2 separate regions of the Sus scrofa genome follow, and region 1 is linked to region 2. The links are chromatin contacts, called in public Hi-C maps. All regions are on one chromosome and are shown on one strand. Each heading gives the region's core, a stretch centred on a gene start, on an enhancer-like site or on the middle of the called end of the contact. The rest is flanking DNA. Distances are from core to core; before and after follow the strand shown. Region 1 holds the start of DMAP1 (DNA methyltransferase 1 associated protein 1). Region 2 holds the start of RNF220 (E3 ubiquitin-protein ligase RNF220).

Region 1 (2,700 bases), core at 27-2,526, 180 kb after region 2:
AGAGCCCTTGCACCCAGGCTGCTGAGCTACCCTAGAGCAAGGAGGGCAGGTCCTGGAGTGAGAGATCCCAGCTACTGCATTTAATAAGCAATGGGGGCCCTGGCTGAGCAGGGGAGTGGGGAGAAAACTGCCTGGGAAAATGAGGAGTCGGGGACACGCAGGTTGGCCAGAGACCAGAGCCTGCAGGATCTGGGATTCTGATACTTGCTTCTTGTCAGAGTACAGCAGTGCATAGACTTCCCGGTGCATGCCCTCTGGCCTCTTGAAGGTCAGTGTCTCCGAGGATTTCTTGGACTTTTTCTGGGGAGGGAAACCACAGGAGAGGAACCACAGCCTAGTCTCCCTTCCCTGAAAATTCTTTAGCCCAGCTCAAACCCTGAACAAACCAGCACCTACAGGTACAATGACACACATACACACAAGGAAACAAAATGACACACAAGGAAAGCACAGAAATCCACTCAAGGGGCGCCTGGGTCTGAGCAGGTCATTCCCTCCTCAACCCACCTCACCTGGCTAGTCGCGACCAGCGAGAGCAAAAGATACTTTTCCAGCATCTCTCAGCATGTCACGCCGACTTAATGCCCCCCCCCGCACCCCCAATATAACGAGTGCCACACTCTCTAAGTCCTCTCATCTCTTGCAAGTGTCACACCCTCTTGGTCCCCACCATTTCCCACGGGGGCCCCACCTCCTCCATCCCATGTCAGTGAGACACACATTCTCTATCCCGTTATGTCACGTCTTTTACCGCCCATCTCGCTAGAAGTGTGGCACCTCACCATCTCCCCCAGCTCTCTTCGGCTGTCACTCCTCCCCACCACTTCACTCCCGCTGCTCAGCGTTCTCAGGCGCCCCTGCTACCTTGTCCGGATTGATAATGTCCTTCTTGCTGATGGTCCCGGAGGCTGCATCCCCCTCTGGACCCCCGAGTTCTAGAATGTCCCTCACATCTGCGCCCGTAGCCATCGCGCCTGAGAGATGGGGGCGCGGTTCCGAAGCCAAGGGTCAGCGCCAGAGGAGGGACCCGGCTCAGATCGGGGGGCGGAGCCACTTCAGGGCCTCGTGGGGGCGGGGCGAAGAGGGGGCCCGCGAGGGCAAGAGCGGCCTAGATCGGGTGGGCGCCCGGCCAGTGTCCCGCCGCCTGGGTCCCGCTGCGGTTCCAGCTGCCACCTAAGCCCTAGCGCCTCTGCAACTAGAGTGCCCAGCGGCGGCCCGGCAGCTCCCCTACTCCCGCAAAGCCGCGGAAAGAAACTTCCGGTAGCGCGCTTTAGAAATGCGACCGACAGGAACACTTCCGGCCGGTGCTTAGCGGAAACAGAGCCGACTGGCAACCCAGCGTGAAAACTACTGACTGCGCAGACTGCGGCCGCCCCAGGCTTCCAGGAGCCCGCCGGTCTCCTGCGCTGCCTGCTGTCTGGCATTTTCTGCCTGCGTTGCTCCGACGTTTTTCGGGCAATGACAAGACAGTTCACAGCTTTGTGACCTCGGAAGTCGCTTAATTTCTCTGAACTTATTTCTTCACTTTAAAATGGAAATTGTCATGGGACCTGCATAAATAAAGTGCTGGTAATCCATGCAAAACATTAGCACATGCTTTTTTTCATTAAATGAATTCGTGTTGTTAATTTCCCCTGTTCTTTAAGTGCTAAGTGTGTTCCAGACACTGCTAGGAGAGGGAGAGAACTAGACAAGGGAGAGTTTCCCAGGGCGGCTGCCAAGATGGAGCGACGGCTGACCTTCGCGGGCGCTTCTTCTGATGGAGGTGCCTGTGGGTCAGGGCCTCGTGGGGCTCGTGGGGCCCACTGTTACAGCAGCTCAAACTAAGACAACTTAAAAAAAAAAATCTTTTAAATACAGGTTGTATTTTTCAGTTGGTGAGTCAGTCTTCCCCAAATCTAAAGTGTCTCACAGACCTCTTTGCAAGGCAAGTCTTTTGCTTTTCTGAACTAAATAAATAAAAATTAAGGTAGGAAACAAGATAACACACCGTGTACCACTTACCTCAAAGAAAGAGTCAGACAGTTTCGCGGCCTTCTTTGGGTTTGGAGGCTACATGTCCTACAATTGGGCATGCTGTTCTGACTCATTTATCAGAAATCCAGTCGAGGACTCACAGCACAGGTGCCCAGAATTCTGAAGTCAGGCTCTGATCCCACCTGTAAACAACTGGCCGCTACTTGAAAAGCAGTCTCTGGCTTACAACGACCCTGGTGGAGCCTGAGCACCTGTCCGTGAGACGCCATGAGACCTCCCAACATGTACTAAGACTTTTCTGATCCACCAGGCCATAAATCTGGGGATGCAAGTCAGCATTCCAGGATACAGCGTAAGGAGTATATAGACCTTTCCTATTTTCTATTACAAATATTTAGAGCTATAAACTTCACCCTAATCACTGCTTTAACTGCATTCCGCTAACCACTGGACATTTTCATTATCATTCTAATTTCCCTTGTTTTTGCTTCTCTGATCTATGGATTAGTTAGAACTACATTGCTTAATTTCCAAATGTTTGGGGATTTTCTAGTTATCTCATGGTCATTGATATCTAACTTAATTTCTCTGTGGTCAGAGGGCATGTTCTATGAGACCTCAGTCCTTTCAAATTTACTGAGAGTTGTTTTACGGCCCAGCATATAGTCCACGGGTGAACACATCAAGTGTATTTGAAAAGAGTGTGTATCCTGCTTTTGTGGT
Region 2 (2,700 bases), core at 10-2,509:
TTTTGTTCTCAAGTCGGAGAAAGAGAAATTGTTACTCAGTTTAAGGCCGATCTAAGATAAAAAATAAAACTAAAAAAGAGCCACGCGCCGCTGTCTGTACCGCGAGCCTCACACCCTGCTCCGCAGAACCGCTGGGAGAGAGTCCCGGCCCCGAAAATCCCGGGAGACCCCCCACGGGTCCGGCTGCTCGGAGGCCAGGCAGGCGGGCCGAGCGGAGCGGGGAGTTCATCCGCTCCGTTTGGAGCGGTCCACCTCCCGGCCAGCACCTGCCTCCTTCCTGCCCGCGGCGGCTTCCCCCACCCCACCCCCACCCCTCCACGCCCTTCACCCCCCACCCCCTCCAGGAAAGTAAGCCGAGCCCCGGGGGGCCCCGGCTTCCAGCCTCTCTCCGGCGCCCCGCCGGGCCAGCCGGGTGGTGGTGGGGGGGCGGCGGTCGGGGTCCTTTCTCATTCGGATAGCCCCTTCCCCGACCCGCCCGCCGCCTCGGGCTCCCCGCTGAGTACCACCCGGCCGGGGCCCCGCCGGAAATCACCGCGGGATCCACAGGGGAGCTGGGCGAGAGGGCATGCTCGCCTTCGACCCAAACAAAGTGGGAATGCGGCTTCTTAAAGGATGGAGAAAAGAAGTCCCGCTCCCTTCCCCTGCTCCCTCTGCCCCCTCGCCCTCCCCACTTGCCCAATTCCCGCGTCTGGTCCCTCCCCCTCGCACCCCCCAAATAAAACACATTAAGGAAAACTCAAGACGAAAGTTTGAGGGAGGCAGCGCACGGAGTGCGCAGGGCACAGATGCCGGCAGGCACCGTCGCCCAGACCTGAGACGCGCCCGTCCAGGTCTCTGCCCCTGCCCCTGCCGGGGGGCGGCGGTGGGGGGAGCCGCCCGGATCCCCAGGAAACGCACCCGGAAAGTTAGCCAGGCTCCCGAGCAACCCCGCCGCCCTCGCACCCACCCCTCTGGCGTCCGCACACACATCCACACCCCTTCCTGGTCGCTACTTGCCGTGGAAATTCCTTGGGAGACCGGTCGCACTTTTCAGGACGCGGAGCGAAGGAGGCGGTGAGTGTGGTGCATGAAAAGTCCCGGGCGCGCAGAGCCGGCGGAGGCAGCGGCGGCGGCGGCGGCGGCAGCGGCAGCAGCAGCAGCAGCAGGCGGCTGGCCCCGGGTTTGTGCTCGCGAGCTGCCTGGGATTGCATGTACAGATCAAGAGACTCGGTTGGTGTGAGAGAAGGAGCAGTGCTGCCTCTCAGCGCTGGCTCTAATCAGTGAATGAGCCTCCACTCTCCCAGGGACTCGGAGACACACACACGCGCGCACGCACACACACGCACACATTCTCTCACACTCACACACATACAGGCACTCTGAGCACTGAATACATTAGGGCACTAAGGGACTCTGGGAAATGGAGTCCAAAGCCAGGACACTGCTGGAGAACAGACCTGCTGGCCTTCACGAAAGAGCTGGAAAGTCTTAGGGTCGCGAGACATGGTGGAAGCTGAAGAGAGCGCCTGCTTTTGTTCACGTGTAACCCCCACCCCCACGCGTGCAAGGTCTCAGTGGATGGTTTGCTGTTCTTTCTCTCTCGAACCAAAAGTGACCAAGAGTAAATGGCTAAATCTTTAAGACTGACGCCCACTGCAGCTAAATGCCTCCCAAATGCTGGCTCCCTCATAAACTCGGTCTTTTTCCAGAAAAATCTTACCTATCGCTTTGCTCTTGGAATGCTTCTCTGGGGCTTTGCCTATAATAAGATAATAAATGAATAGAAGTAACACTATAATTTGCGGAGGGGGTGGAGAGGGCCTCATTCAGCGCCCAGATTTGAGACTAAAAAATTATACTGGTGTGAATAGTTACAGTTCTTTCTTCTCAAAGAGTTCAATATCATCCTTTAAGTTACCACACACAGAAAGATAAATAGGGAAGTGGATGGAGAACTGGCATTCCCTGAGTGCCTTCTAGAAGCTGGGCTGTGGGACTAAATGTCTTTACATAATCTCATTTAATCCTTAGATCAATTTTGGAGATAATATTATCACTAGTTTATATATAGAAGAGGAAACTGAAGTTGAAAGGGTTTTGTAATTTGCCCATGGGAACATGGTTAACTAGACTAGGATAGCAGGGAGTCCAAGCTCTGAAAATGAAACTCAACTAAAATCTAATCCAGATTTAAGAAATCACTCCTTTCTTTTGTGGCTCGGTTTCTAGAAGCACAGATTTCTCATCTCGAAAACAAACAAACAAACAAGATGGGGTGGGCTGAGGAGTGTATACGGAGAATTGGCCCCCCGGAAGAACCTTGCAGGGTTACAAATTGTTGCTCTAAAAACATAGAGCCCTCACAGTCTCAATCTTGCTTTAATTTTATGACCCCTTTTTCCTTAAAGTTAACATTAAGGTAGCATCTAAATATGATGTATGCTTAGGTATACATGTGCTGTATGTGTGTGTATTTAAAATTTTTAGTTAGCAACTAAGGAAATAGTTGATTAGATCAACCCAGAGTTCTATGTTTATGACTCTTTCTGTCTCTGTAATTCATGGGATTGGGGTTGTTAAGGAACCTAAATCTTTATCCACATTTAGCCATGCATTCACACAGCAGCATTTATTGTACTAGGCACTATCCTTCCTGCTAGATTATTCTTTCCTGCTAAATTGTACGCTCTGTGAAGGCAAGAATCATCTTTGTTTTATTCA

The links. A called contact is a pair of places that touch in the nucleus more often than the background predicts.
Region 1: a Hi-C map of alveolar macrophages shows a contact between it and region 2, with 1.9 times the contacts expected there. The contact joins the promoter of DMAP1 here to the promoter of RNF220 in region 2. A contact is called at or near these places in 2 of 47 Hi-C or Micro-C datasets (alveolar macrophages and fetal skeletal muscle).

Annotation. Positions count from the first base shown.
Region 1 is chr6:167,090,378-167,093,077 of Sscrofa11.1, forward strand. It overlaps DMAP1 (DNA methyltransferase 1 associated protein 1), which reads right to left and starts at 1,277. Exons shown (of 10, transcript NM_001243640.1): 1 at 865-1,277; 2 at 209-300. The coding sequence starts at 969.
Region 2 is chr6:166,909,469-166,912,168 of Sscrofa11.1, forward strand. It overlaps RNF220 (E3 ubiquitin-protein ligase RNF220), which reads right to left and starts at 1,260. Exons shown (of 16, transcript XM_003482102.4): 1 at 997-1,260.